Linked DNA regions of Mus musculus: all the other regions are linked to region 2. Evidence: chromatin contacts called from public Hi-C and HiChIP or PLAC-seq data. All regions are on one chromosome and are shown on one strand. Each heading gives the region's core, a stretch centred on a gene start, on an enhancer-like site or on the middle of the called end of the contact. The rest is flanking DNA. Distances are from core to core; before and after follow the strand shown.

Region 1 (4,723 bases), core at 1,732-4,231, 140 kb after region 2:
CTATGCTATGCTCTGTACATAAGAGAGAACTTTCGAGACTTGTCTAAGTGCGGCTTATTTTGCTTAACATGATGTGCTCTAGTTTCATCCACTTCTCTGATGACTCAATTTCCATCTTTTTGGCTGAATGATACCCCACTGTGAATATATTCCACATTTTCACTTAAAAATGACCTATTTACGATTCAGTTGATTGATTGATTAATCAGTTATGGGCACATACGTGTGCACATGCATGCATGTGCGTGTGCGTGCGTGTCTGTACATCTAGATCCCAGCGCCTTACAGATGCTGGAGAAGCTCTGTACTACTGGATTATATTCACAGTCCTCATCATTTAATATTCACAGTCCTTATCATTTAATATTCACAGTCCTCATCATTTAAGTATTTTCGGACTGACTGGGGAGTCTGGCTTTGTTGTTCAGCATGGCCTCTCCCCTCAGCTCTTGGGCAGCAGAAATGACAGATATCACATCACCACGCCTGGTTGCAAGTGCATTTGGGGAAATGAGTGCATTGTATGCTAATCTCCCTGAATAGGTTGTAAAATATTTCCCTTGCTACCAAGCTCGAGTACTCTAGCAGCTAATTCTACCCCTAAATTTGAATTCCCAGCATCGCTAATTACGCCTGTCTACTCATGGATTGCATTTAAATGGCATTTAAGTAGTGTTTCTTTGTATCTGGCTTGTTTTGAATGATAGATTTTTCAGAGTCCAGTTTAAAAAACAGACTGGATTTTTGCTTCTGTTGCTTGGGATGGCCTGGAAAGAACAGATTCATTTGATCCCAGTGGCGTTGTCCATTTGATTCCCGTGGAGACAGGAATATACCTCAACATAATAGGCCATATACAGCATGCCTGAGGCCAGCAGCATGCTATGTGGAAGAAGCATTCACTAAAATCAGGACAAGACAAGGATATCCACATTCTCCGCTTCTGTTCAATCTAGTGCTTGAAGTCCCGGCCCGAGCAATAAGACAACAGAAGGTCATAAAAGGGATACAAATAGGAAAGGAGGAAGTCAAAGCATTCTCATTTGCAGATGTTATATCCCTTAAAGACTACAGAAACCTGACAGCTGACAAACCGGTTAAGCAAAATAGTAGCAAAACATGTGTGTCTGTGTATCTGTGTGTGTTTATCTACATACATTATATATATGCATATATATAAACCATGCACACACACATATATATACATTATATATATGCATATATATAAACCATGCACACACACACATATATATACATTATATATATGCATATATATAAATCATGCACACACACATATATATACATTATATATATGCATATATATAAACCATGCACACACACATATATATACATTATATATATGCATATATATAAACCATGCACACACACACATATATACACATTATATATATGCATATATATATAAACCATGCACACAGACACACACAGACACACACACACACACACAAGCACACAACTTTAAAACACTGAAGGAAGTAATGGACAAAGACACCAGGAGATGGGAAGACGTACCATTGGGGTCCAGTCACTCTCATCTCGTGCAATGCGTCCGATTGGGCGGCAACCTCTCACCCCGAGGTCTGCAGAGGGGAAAGAGCAGCAGAGCTCTTCATCTGAGCTGGTGCTGCTCGCCATCTTAGATCTCACAGAACTAGTGACTTCCGGCATTTCCACTGTGGAGGCTTATAAAGTGGACCCACTTTAGCACTGCAATTCCCCCCAGCCTTAAAATCCCCTCAACATCAAATCAAGGGATACCAGGCATCTCCAGCTCTTTTTCAGACAAGTGCTTCAGCTAGCTAGTCAAAATTTGGACACTTTTAAAAATTGGTATTTTGGTTTTTTAAAACTTTAACCATATTAAAGCTTGAATCTCCACTCACTGGCCCATATTGATAAACTCAGCTTGTTCGGGTTCCTTCCACCATTATCCAGTATCCTTACAATCCACTCCCCACACTACTTTGATAAAACTCAAACCCCAATGTGGGGACACAACACAAGGGAGGTGGGTGCCATCCAGGTACGACAGTCCTTACATGTTTCATAGAATTAACAACTCAACACCCAGAGATCACAGAGAACCATTCACAGAGACGTAATTGGCCTTAGTGAGCATGGTGGTGCATTCCAGAACATGGGAGGCCAAGGCAAGCAGCTCTCTGTGAGTTTGAGGCCAGCCTGGTCTATGTAGTGAATTCCAGGCTAATCGAGGCTACATAGTGAGAGACCCTGCCTCAAGAAACATAACAATGAAACTAACCCCTAAGACTTTTATTTATGGTTCATAGCATGTAGAACCCTTCCATGCTGTTCTGGAGCAGCGGGGATCTGAGGGGGTGTGCTGTCTCTCTGCTGTGTGCAGACTCTGAGTAACTTGAAGTACTGCATCCTAGATATTGTGCAATTCGATGCCTGTCAGCCATTTCCCCAAGAAAAGGCTTGAGGATTCTTTGTCCTCTGTCTTCCCCTCTTTCTCAGCCATCATGGCGATCACACACTGTCTACATGTCCTCTGTTCCCTCAAATAACCGCCCTTATACTAGATCTGTTGTATGGGGTGATTCTCAGGGGACACCTAGGCATGGGCCTGCCATGGCCCCCTCCCCGCATTATATTTCATAACAGGCAGTAATGCATGAATGAAAAAAATGAAGACAGGACTGCTCCTGAGTATGGGTCAGGAAGTTTACTGTAGATATGAGGGAAAACGCAGCCAGAGGTGTCTGGAAGTGTCCATACAGAACCGAGCTGGGCCAGCAGACTGAGGGGGAGAGCGAGAGAGGGAAAGAGAGGAACCAAGAGGCCAGAGGCCAGGAGCGACCCAGGAGACTAAGAGGCCACATAGCCAAATGGCTGGGTTGTAGAGGGAAAAGAAGCTGGGAGAGGTTGAGGGTAGGGTGTAGGGTCTGAAGCACTGAGGGAGCCAAGACTGTAACAGATATTGGCTGAGCTAGACTGGCACCAGTGTCTGCTTTGATGTGTTAAAAAGGCACCCCAGGAAGTCATTGTTCTGAGTTTGAGATCTAACATCCAGGCTTTTGTTGATGATAAAGAGGAGGCAAGGCCTGTTCTATAACTACTTCCTGCTGAACCTACTGCATTGGTGAGGGGTGGGTGGGGGGAGCAGGAAGGCTGGTATGATGACCAAAGAATGGGGAGAGAGGCCTGGGGGCTGGGAGAGATCTGTTTCACTAGCTGCTCGGCTTCTGTAGGACCATCTGGGGCTAGGGAGGTGCAGGCTAGCATTGGTTCTGGAAAAGTCCCTAGAGATAGAGCCAAGATTAAAGTAGAGGTCACCTATCCCTCCCCAGAATTCCCCTAATGTGATATAAATAGGGCCTGTCAGCTCACTTTGGTGGTGGTGGGGGTGTCTCTCCATCTTTGTAGATAGATGGTAGAATCCAGCATGCTGGACTTCTGCAGAATAAAACACTTTTTGCGTTTATATACTATTTGAGTCTGGGCTATCATTCTTTGGTGAATTGTGGACCCTTACAATGGTATAGTGAGTACTTTACTGGGCTAGACTAGTAGTTTATCAGAACTCCATTGATGAGTATTAAAACTGGGAGCAGTCAAAGTCGTACGCCTTAATCCACTCTCTTATAACTTGCATTTACACATCACAACTTAAGATTTCACATCCTCAAACTTTTGCAGCTAGCATTTATACGCCTTAGAACACTTGCTTAGACACTTAGAACTTACAAAAATTTTAACCCCACCCCCTTTCATCCCAGTACCATGAGACACAAGTGGTTGATTGCTATGAGCAGCCATGGCAAGGGGAGTTTCTTTAAATTGAGGAGCAGTACAAGGTTACACTGAAACTAGTTTGAAGAATTTGACTTCATCAGCTCAAAGCCAGCTGGCGAGGTAAACTGTCTGGCTTTCTCAGCAGGAGATCTCAGCTCTAGAAACAGTGAGTAGAGAAGGCAGCTTCAGGCTTGAGGATGGCGCTGGTTGCTTGATGCTGTTAGCAAAGCTACTGTTTTCCTAGTCCTCAATGCCATCAGGTATATGAGAAGTGTAAATTATAGCAGGAAGTATATTCCAAACGGCCTATGTATCAATTAAAATGGCTCACATGGTCACGGTAGCTTCACTGGGGACAGTGGTTGGTCTTGGCTGCCATACAGGATAGCATTAAATATTCAGCTACTACACACAGCAGACTCAGCCTTTTTCTGCCAGACCGAGAAGGTCTGAGAGATTTTCCTGGAGAGATGGAACCTGGGAAAACTGACCTGAGTTTAACAAGGCTCAGTATGGCAGACAAACTGTTAAGGGTCTGGAATTGTTCAGAGAGTCACCCATCTGACTACTAATAAATTTTAACAAAAAAAGAAACTTTTAGTCCTACACTGGTGCCAGGTCTACACCTGGGACTCTATGTTTAAAAGCCACCTCAGGGGCTTTTAAAGGCAAAGTACACAAAATTACATTCTGCCTATATACAAGCAGAAGGCCAGACCAAGCAACTACAAAAATTAACCCTTAAGAGTCTTTAACATTTGGAAGTCCAGTTTTGCATTATAGCTTTTTTTTTTTAAAGCACAGACATTTTACACTTTTAAATAAAAAGTTAGCCATCAACTTAATCTTACCCACCACAAACCCAATAATGTCCACAGTTTGGGCAGAGCCCTGGGCAGATGAGGCATGGGGTAGTTTCTTCCAATGGTTAGTGTTACCATAG
Region 2 (4,635 bases), core at 1,530-4,029:
TCCTGTGAGATGCTTCCTACAGGCAAGTGGGTGTTGGTGACACTGCTAAACAGTGAATACACAGACCCAGGGGGTGTGACACCTCTGCATAGGAATGCCTCACCCGCAGAGAAAGCTCCAGCTTTAACTGTGCACCTACTGTGTGTCTTACAAGGCGCTGCACACCCCAGTGGCCACCTTTACGGGTATCCTCTCCATCCCCCAGGGCTCCAGAGACAGAATGTAAAGCTTGAGAAGGCTTACTGCACAGAAAGTGTTATAGAGACTGAGAGGCACTTGGTGGGGGTCATGTGGGAGGGGGGGTACCAGGAGAGGTCTGAACAATCGGATATGAGTTGGTCAGGTAACCAAGGGCGTCTGATCTCCCCTTAGAGGGAGGGGGAGCATTCGATACCCCATACCCGACTGGACATTGTAAGCTTCTTAAAGGTGTTAGAATCTCTGGGATTTCTGAGTGGCCCCCTGAGGGGCTGTCTTCACCTTTCCTAGAGCAGAAGGTTTAGAGAGAAAGTATGAGGCCCTTTGGACATCGGCCTACAGTAGTCTTTGGTGTTGCTAAGATTCCAAATAGCCTACCTGCAGGAAGGGTGCAGGGTACAGTGTGGTCCCGTGTGTCATCTGGGTGTCACTTACAGTCTGAAGGTGTTCCCCTTTCATAGGTATCCTACCATAGCACACTTTGTGACCATAAATGCAACAGTAATGACCCCTCCCTTTTCCTGAGACAGCCAAGGCTCACCTTGAACTCCAGATCCTCCTGCCATACTTACCCTCTGGGCAGAAAAGATAAGTGACACACACACACCCCATTTCTAGATAGTGGGTTTTGGTTTTGTTTGTTTGTTTGTTTGTTTGATTAATTGATTGATTGATTGATTGATTGATTGACAGGGTTTCTCGGACCTTGCTAAGTAGACCTGGAATTCAGAGATCCGCCTGGCTCTGCCTCCTGAGTGTGAGATCAAAGGCGCGTGCCACCCAGCCTGGCTCCCAGCCAGTGCTCTTAAGGAGTCACATCTACCTACAGGGTAGACACCAATGGGTGTCTCACATTCCTGAGGGAACTCCTATAACTTCCTCCAGGATATTCAGAGTCCTGCTCTGGTGGTGGCTGCTCTCTACCTCTGGGGAATGTCACCATGCAACTAATGACACACCCTAGGTCACACTCTTTACTTCCCAAGGGCTTCAGTACAGCTTTGGGAAGCAGTGCTCCCAGTGGGGGTTGGAGGATCGGACTTCCCACTAACCTCCCTGGGTTTGAACAAGGTGGAACCAGGTCAGTCAAGCCTAGGTTTGCACAAGTTTTAGTAGATTACTTGGGAAAAATCAATGTTTATAGCAAGCAATGCATTTGACCCACCCACCACTCTGAGTTAGCCCATTTTCAGATAAGGAAACTAAGACCCAGTGATGTAGGCAAAATGGATGATGAATGTCTGCTCTTGAAGGGCTGGAGTGGTGACTGCCACTTAAGGGTTCTGGACACAAAGTATCCATTTGGGCATGCCAGTCTTGAAACATAGTTGCTCCTCCTGGGAGAGGCCGCACTTACCCCAAATAATGAGGTTTAGAGGTCAGGCTGTGGTGGCAATATGCTGACAACTTCAGCATCTGGGAAGTGGAGGCAGGGCAGGAAGAGCAAGAGCTCAAGGACAGCCTCGGCTACATAGTAATATGCTGAGTCCAGCCTGGGCTACGTGAAACCACAATCCAAACAAAACACAATGAGTTCTTGGGGCTTGGCAGTGGGGAGAGGCCTGACATGGGGAGTGAGGGGAGAGTACAAACTGGGGAAGAGAGGCCCCAAAAGGGTGGCGTTGAGAGGGCAAAGGGAAGGTGATCAGTTAGAGAGCAAGGTCAAGCTGCAGCAGCAGGTCCCGTGGATGATGAACTGCTCTGGGGGTCCTGGAGATGCTTGATAGTATCTTCCAGTGAGAGCAAACTGGCTGAGCCTTTCCCAGCAGGTATGCACTGTGAGACTAAATCGGCGCCTGTGTGAAGGAAAGCGCCTCAGGGTGTCCAACCTGGACTCCAGTCGGTCTGTGATTGTCCAGTGTGGGTCTGCACCCTGATGTGGGGTATGTGTCGCTGTGACACCCTGTGTCTGTGCACTCCCTGTGAGGGTGGATCAGGAAGGAAGCGATGGGGGGGGGGGAGGTTTGTGTGACGAATTTGTGTCTAGAATACAGGTCATGCTCGCTGGTGATGTGCCCGGCTCTGTGTTGTATGGTGCATCTGTGTCGTGTGTGTGTGTGTGTGTGTGTGTGTGTGTGTGTGTGTGTGTGTGTTTGCATGGTCTATGTCACTGTTTCTATGTGTTCCTATGTCTGCGTGTCAGCTGCCCAGTCCAGGCTGTGTGTGTGTCCCTCCTTGCATAGGCCAGGACCCGCTTTACCTATGTGTAGCAGCGGTTCCTTCTCTACCGCCTGTCCGTCTGTCTGCGAGTCTTCCCCATGTAGGACGAGGAGGAGGTGGGGAGGAAAGGGGAAAGGTGTTAGGGGTGTCTCTCTGCCCCTACCCCACCCCCACTCTCTCAGTCCCGGGATCGAACCTTATTTAGAGTCGCAATTCGACATCTGTTTTCAAATTTGATCAGCTCTGAACTTTATTTTCCGAGTTTGAGGAAAATTATATTCCATCGATCGCGCGCCCGCCCCCTCCCCCGCACAGCCGCCGCCGCCGCCTCCATATATCTGCGCGCCGAGCCCGGCCGGGCGGCCGCGAGGGCGGGAGAGCGCGCCGCGCCGTGGAGGAGCGAGGGAGGAGGAGGAGGAGGAGGAAGAGGAACTGCAGGGGAGGAGGGGGCTCAGAGACACAGTCCCCCGCGTCTTGGCCCAGAGCTGGGTTCGCAGCTTCCCGCGTCCGTCCTCTGAGCGCGTCTCTTTTGGGGTGTCTCTTCTCTGCATCTCCCCGTCTCTGCTCGTGCCCCTCGTCTCTGTCTCCCTGTCTCTGTCACGCTGTCTCAGGGACTTCCAGACCCCATCCTCTCAGTCTCCGTCTTCGCGGGACTCCGAACATCCTGTGTCCCTCGCCCCGGGGTCTCCTTCCCCAGGACGCCGCGGGGCCATGGCTGCGGGATCCGAACTTTAAACACTTCTCCCCGGACCGGAGCGGATGCGCAAGGCGCGGAAAGTGAGTGAGCGCCGCGGGCCGTCTCGGGGGCGGGGATGAGGGGCGGGGATTGCTGTCCGGGGCGGGGGCCCGGGGCACGGGAGGTGGTCCCCAGAGACCCCGGGACAACTTGGGGGTGTCCGAGGCGGGGCAGCTTGGTGGTCGTCAGCGGGGCACGGCTGTGCCTTAACTCTGGGGAGTTGGGGGGAATCCCGCCGGAGCATCTCGTGGACAGGGGTGCGAGGTGGGAGGGATGAGCCCTGGAGATAGGACCTCGAGACTAGGGTGCAAGGTATGGGAGAGAAGAGTGTGCATATGGGAGCCTTGGGAATGGGAACAGGACATACTAGAGTGTGACTATTTGGGGGTTGGGGCTGAAGGCTGACTTGAGCTTGGGTCTGGGTATTTGAGCCTGAGGAGGCTGGACATTTAGGATCAGAGTACCATGGGTTTTAAAGGTCAAGACTGGAGCTTAGAGACTAGAGTCGGGGATATTTGGTGCTGAAGCCCCAGCTCTTTGGAGATGGAGTTGACTCGTCGGGGATGGAGGTCAGGACTGGGGTTGTGGATGCTTGGGACTGAGGATCAGCGCTGAGATTTGGATCAAGGAGAGAGAGAAAGGAGGTCTGGATTGGGGCTGGAGTTCAAGTCTGAGAGTCTACAAAACTGTATCTGCATATTTGGCGTGAGAGATCACAGGATCTATGGGAAGAATATTGGAGCCAGACCTGGGGTCAGCCCATTTGGGAGCAAGAAGTGCCTAGACTCGAGCTTTGGTCTGGGGATGTCTTGGACCCCCTGTGTAATTCATCCTTGGACCACCTCTGCCATATCTTCACTGCCCAAGTATCTCTTCACTGTCTCTCTGTCTCTGTCTCTGTCAGCATCTCTGCATCTCCTTCCAGCTCTCCAAGGAACCAGGAGCGACTAACTCCCAGGATCTGTCTCTCTAACTCTTTATCTCTGTTTCTCACAACACCACTCTTACCTCGGTGGCACTAACCCTTAGACTACCCCTCCCAGATTCCCTGTGCCTATATCTCTCCCACGCAGCATCTCTCTGTCTCTCACTATCTCTCCGTCTCTGTCTCCCCCAGTATCTCTGTCTCTGTCTCCCCCTCGCTGGTTTCCGCTCAGATTAAGCCGGGGACCTAATTCCAGGCCCAGGATCGAATTTTCTGGCAACAAAGGGAAATAGCGAATCGATCGGTCGCTCCGGAGATTAAGAGACAAGCGGCGCGCGGATCTATCACGGCTAAACGGCCCCCCCGCCCGCTCCCCCCGCCCCGCCGGCCCGCGGAGGCCCAGACGCGCTCCGCATCGCCAAACAGCCTCAGGAGCCCGAGCTGCCCGGCAGGCCCAGGCTTCCCCAAGCCCTGAGCTAGAGCCACGGGAGGAACCTGACAGCTCGAACTGGCTCCTGGGAAGACAGCACACCTGTGCTTCAGGTAACACCCTCCACCCGCACCCCACATCCAACTCACCTGTGCCTCCATGTTCTCCCCATCTGGACCTAAGGGA
Region 3 (4,313 bases), core at 1,266-3,765, 240 kb before region 2:
GCTGTGGTTGACACTGGTGATGGCGGTTGCAAGAGCAAACTGATTTTTGTTTTGTTTTTTTTTAAGACAGGGTTTTCTGTGTAGCCCTGGCTGTCCTGGAACTCACTCTGTAGACCAGGCTGGCCTTGAACTCAGAAATCTGCCTGCCTCTGCCTCCCAAGTGCCAGGATTAAAGGCATATGCCACCACTGCCCAGCTCAAACTGATCTTTCTTGCTTCTACTTTTGTCCCTTCAAATATATCTTCTCCAAAAAAAATTACATTTCCTGGACTAGGTCCTACAGGGTTCCAGGCTGGTACAGGCCTGTTGTCCAAGCTCCCTGACAAGTTAACACAGGAAGATTGCAAGTTCAAGGACTGCCTGCCCTACAGAGTGAGTTCAAGACCAGCCTTGGAAATTCAGTGAGACTGTCTTAAAATATGTAAAAAGAGGGCTGGGGGGGGGGGAGCATAGCTCAGTGGTAGAGCCCCCAGCCCAGAATGTGTGGGTTTTTAGACTCAATCACAGATACCATATTTTAAAAGTAATAATAATAAAACCGGGGCTCGAGAGATAGCTCAGCAATTAAGAGCACTGACTGCTCTTCTAGAGGTCCTGAGTTCAATTCCCAGCAATCACATGGTGGCTCACAACCATCTGTAATGGGATCCGATGCCCTCTTCCGGTGTGTCTAAAGAGAGCTACAGTGTACTCATATATATTAAGTAAGTAAGTAAGTAAATAAATAAATAAATAAAATCTTAAAAAAAAAAATACAAGACCAAACCTCAGTGACTCCTCTCTTCTACTTTCCAATGATATTTAATGTTTGAGCCCCAGGCAGTCTCTTCAGCATCTTTCTCTTACTGTTGACTCTTCAATAACCCCTTCCACAGGGAGACAAACAACTAATCCTCACATGAACGCCGGTCATGGCGTTCTCTCTAATTTTAATGCCTTTCTCCTTGTTGTTAGAAGACTTTTCCCTTTTAAAACTCAGCAGGAAAACCTGCTGGGTTGGGGGTGGCGCACGCCTTTAATCCCAACACTCAGGAGGCAGAGGCAGGCGGGAGTTTGAGACCAGCTTGGTCTGCAGAGCTGGTTTCAGGACAGCCAGGGCTACACAAAGAAACTCTGTCTTGAAAAAAACCCAACTGAATCCAAACCAAAAGACCTCAAGGAAATTCTCCAGGTTAGTTTTGCATGCCAGGGGACTCTACTGTTGTGATTGAAGAAAAAACAAGTTACATATGATTTCACGAGGGTCCTGGGAATTGATCAGGCCATGGTGTGTGTGTGGGGGTGGGGTGGGAGGCAAGCTCCCTTATTTGCTCTGACATCTTGCCAACTCTGTGGTTGGGATTTCTGTATGCATTTCTCTCTCTTACTGGATTGTGAATCCTTGACAAAAAGAAGCAGAGGTGGGCTCTCCCAAGTTGTTCTCTGACTACCATACTCTTGCCGCCCAATAAATAAAGAATAATAATGAATATAAAATATAAAATAGACAAACCTTTTGAAAAAGAAATTATCTTCCCACGTCCCCCGAAGGTGTGAAGATGTTCACACCTGCCCGACCCTCCCTTTCCTTTTTGTTGTCTTGTTTTGTTTTGTTTTGTTTTGTTTTGTTTTGTTTTGTTTTGTTTTGAGACAGGGTCTCACCGTGTTGCTTTGGCTGGCCTGGAACAGGCTAAGTAGATCATCAGGCTATCCTTGAACTCATAAAGCTCTGCCTGTCTCTGTTTCCTGAGTGCTGGAACTAACGGTGAGGGCCATGTCCACTCCCACCTCTGTGTTTGAGATGCTCTCATTAAAGTGCCTAGACAGGCTTTGAACTTCCGGTCTCCTTGCCTCAGCCTTCAAGGAAGCTGGGATTACAGGCCTGAGCCACCATGCCCCAGGGTCTCACTATGTAGCTCAGGCTGGCCTTGAATCTCCACCTACTCATTTCTGCCTTCTCAGTGGTAGAGTACAGGCACGTGTCGACTCACACAGCTAAAGTTCATTTTACTATTAAGGAAGGCGGTTGGGGAATTGGCTGGAACTTTGAGCCTGACTGGATGTGAGGAGGAGAAACAGGTCAAGGATGGGGGTCGTTTATCTGAATTAACTTGACTAGGGGGGTGGAGGGGGCAGGAACCCGTGTCTGGGTGTGCTGCATGCACCGATTTGAGATGTTAATTTGGAATTGCTTTCAAGAGGGGCTTTGGGAGGGAGTGCTAAACTGTAGACAAATTTAGGATTGCCGCCGTGGAGATAGCAGATGTGGGGTGGGGGGTGGGGACGGGATGATTCAAGCTTGCACGGAACTGAGAAATCAGGCCTTCTTGGCTGCTGAGAGCGTACTTTTGAATATGATTGCGGTTGTATGCTGCAAAGAAGGGAAGCCAGGTAGGGTTGAAAAGCTCATGTTGGATTTAAGATGTGGGCTGGCCTGGAGCCTGAGAAGGCGCGTGATGGGAGTGGTCTGGCCTGGGCTCCTGAAGGGTCAGGCTGGGCTTGGCCACGGAGTTGTTGGTAATGCATCACTCTGGCCACCAGGGGGCAGCAGCCACATGGACTCCAGAGCGTTGACTGTGATCAGCAAGCCTGGCTGATGTGGTCAGAGACTTAGGGAGCTCCGACGCAGTTGAGGCTACTTGGTAGTTGGATAGCTTTCCCAAGTGAAGGGAGCTGAAAGATGGCAGGGGACTCTTTTCGGACAGTTCCCATTCCTGTCTTAGAGAATCCCCATGGACCATTGGGGATGTAGATAGCTTATTTGACACCATGTCTCAGTAGCCCTGGGGTTGTGTCTTCACTGTCTCTTGGTTTGTTTAAATTGGGGAGGGGGAAGGAGTTGTTTGTTGCTTGTTTGTTTGTTTGTTTGTTTGTTTTGAAACGTTCTCACTGTGTAGCTTTGGCTGGTCTTGGAACTCTCTATGTAGACCAGGCTGGCCTTGAACTCACAGAGATCCAACTGTCTCTGCTTCTCCAATTAAAAGGTTACACCACCACATCTTTCTACATAAATATTAATTAATAGTTACTATTAATCAATATTAATATTATCAGTACAAGGTCTGTCTATGTAGCCCAGGAAAACCTCATATGTTCCATCCCCCTGCCTCAGCCTCCCAGGGATTGTAGGCAAGTCCCACACCCAATTTGTTTGTTTTGTTTTCCTTCCTGTCTTTTTTTTTTTTTAATTAAATGTTTACAAAATTCTATGTGTATGGGTGTTTTGCCTGCATATGTGTGTATCACATTTGGCCTGGTGCCTGCAGAGACCAGAAGAGGTTGCCAGATCCCCTGGAACTGGAGTTACAGATGGTTTTGAGCCACCACATGGGGGGCTGGGAATCAAACCTGGGTCTTCTGGAAGAGCCAGAGCTCTTAGCTGATGAGCTGACTCTCCAGCCCCTCCTTCCTGAATTTTCTTTGATACCATCTCACATAGCCCGAACTGGCCTTGAACTTACTACGTGGTCAAGGTGGTCAAGGATATTTTAAGACAGCCTCTCTCTTTTTAGCGTCCCCCTTCTAGTGCACAGAGAAAGCTCAGGGCCCTGTGAATGCAAACCAAGCGCTTCCCCTGTGGGATTTACTTTATTTATTTGTTTCCTTGAATCTTGTTTTCTCCCATTTATCATTGCATTATTATTTCCAACTATGTGTTTGTGTGTTGTTATATGTACACAATATGTGGGGGTAACTGGAGACCAGAGGAGCTGTTGGACCCCCTGGAGCTAGAATTCCATGGAGTTGTGACCTGCTTGGGGTGGGTGCTGGGGATCGAACTCAGATCCTCTGCAAAGGCAATGCACTTTTTGCAGCATTTCCCTTCAGCCATTTCCCCACATTTTATTTTATTTCCTGGACTAATTTATGATCCTTCTGCTTTAACTTCCTAAGCAGCTTGGATCATAGGCCTGAACCTCCTGCCTCTGCCCACCAAGTGCTGGGATTGCGGTGCCCTCCACCATGTCTGGCAAGTGTTCTTGTTGACTGGGGAACACTCCTCATCTTTCTCCCTCTTGATCATGTCTTATCTCAGGCGTCATCTCTTTCCAGAAGCCTCCAGCACACAGTATGGTTTTTATGCACCCAATGTCACCAAGTTTAAAATTAATGCTTTTTTTTGTTTTTAACTTATGGGGTCTACAAATGCATGGCATGCCTGAGGATATTGGGGGACAGTGTGCAGGTATGGGTTCTCTCCTGCCACCATGCAAATCCTGAGACTCACACTCAGGCTGTCAGTATCTTTACCCACCGAGCCTTCTCACTAGCCCCAAACTCTCCAATTAAAAAAAAATTACTTAATACATGTAACACATAGACAGAAAGAATT

What was found. A called contact is a pair of places that touch in the nucleus more often than the background predicts. HiChIP or PLAC-seq counts read pairs in DNA pulled down with a chosen protein or histone mark.
Region 1: a contact with region 2 is called in an H3K4me3 HiChIP or PLAC-seq map of embryonic stem cells, with 66 read pairs. The contact joins the enhancer-like site here to the promoter of Erfl in region 2. A contact is called at or near these places in 16 of 39 promoter capture datasets (the 3T3-L1 cell line, 3T3-L1-derived adipocytes, the C10 cell line and 12 more), 3 of 15 datasets of contacts at CTCF or cohesin (the G1E-ER4 cell line and embryonic stem cells), 30 of 484 Hi-C or Micro-C datasets (the AML12 cell line, the BV-2 cell line, the C2C12 cell line and 22 more), 9 of 115 datasets of contacts at active chromatin or transcription factors (the 230-238 cell line, CD8 T cells, bone marrow-derived macrophages and 3 more) and 2 of 9 other capture datasets (embryonic stem cells and liver).
Region 3: a contact with region 2 is called in a Hi-C map of embryonic stem cells, with 2.5 times the contacts expected there. The contact joins the enhancer-like site here to the promoter of Erfl in region 2. A contact is called at or near these places in 1 of 39 promoter capture datasets (embryonic stem cells), 8 of 484 Hi-C or Micro-C datasets (embryonic stem cells and stem cell-derived epiblast-like cells) and 2 of 115 datasets of contacts at active chromatin or transcription factors (embryonic stem cells and microglia).

The regions. Positions count from the first base shown.
Region 1 is chr7:24,807,554-24,812,276 of GRCm38.p6, reverse strand. No RefSeq gene overlaps it. Among named protein-coding and RNA genes, the nearest start is that of Ceacam10, 33 kb to the right of the region's middle. Within about 2 kb of position 2,981, at least 11 of the 459 cell types and tissues checked have an H3K27ac peak or open chromatin away from gene starts, as enhancers often do. A contact at or near this core is called in embryonic stem cells and stem cell-derived epiblast-like cells, where this site is marked.
Region 2 is chr7:24,942,915-24,947,549 of GRCm38.p6, reverse strand. It overlaps Erfl (ETS repressor factor like), which reads left to right and starts at 2,779. Exons shown (of 6, transcript NM_001370804.1): 1 at 2,779-3,135.
Region 3 is chr7:25,186,068-25,190,380 of GRCm38.p6, reverse strand. No RefSeq gene overlaps it. Among named protein-coding and RNA genes, the nearest start is that of Mir7048, 30 kb to the left of the region's middle. Within about 2 kb of position 2,515, at least 17 of the 459 cell types and tissues checked have an H3K27ac peak or open chromatin away from gene starts, as enhancers often do. A contact at or near this core is called in embryonic stem cells, where this site is marked.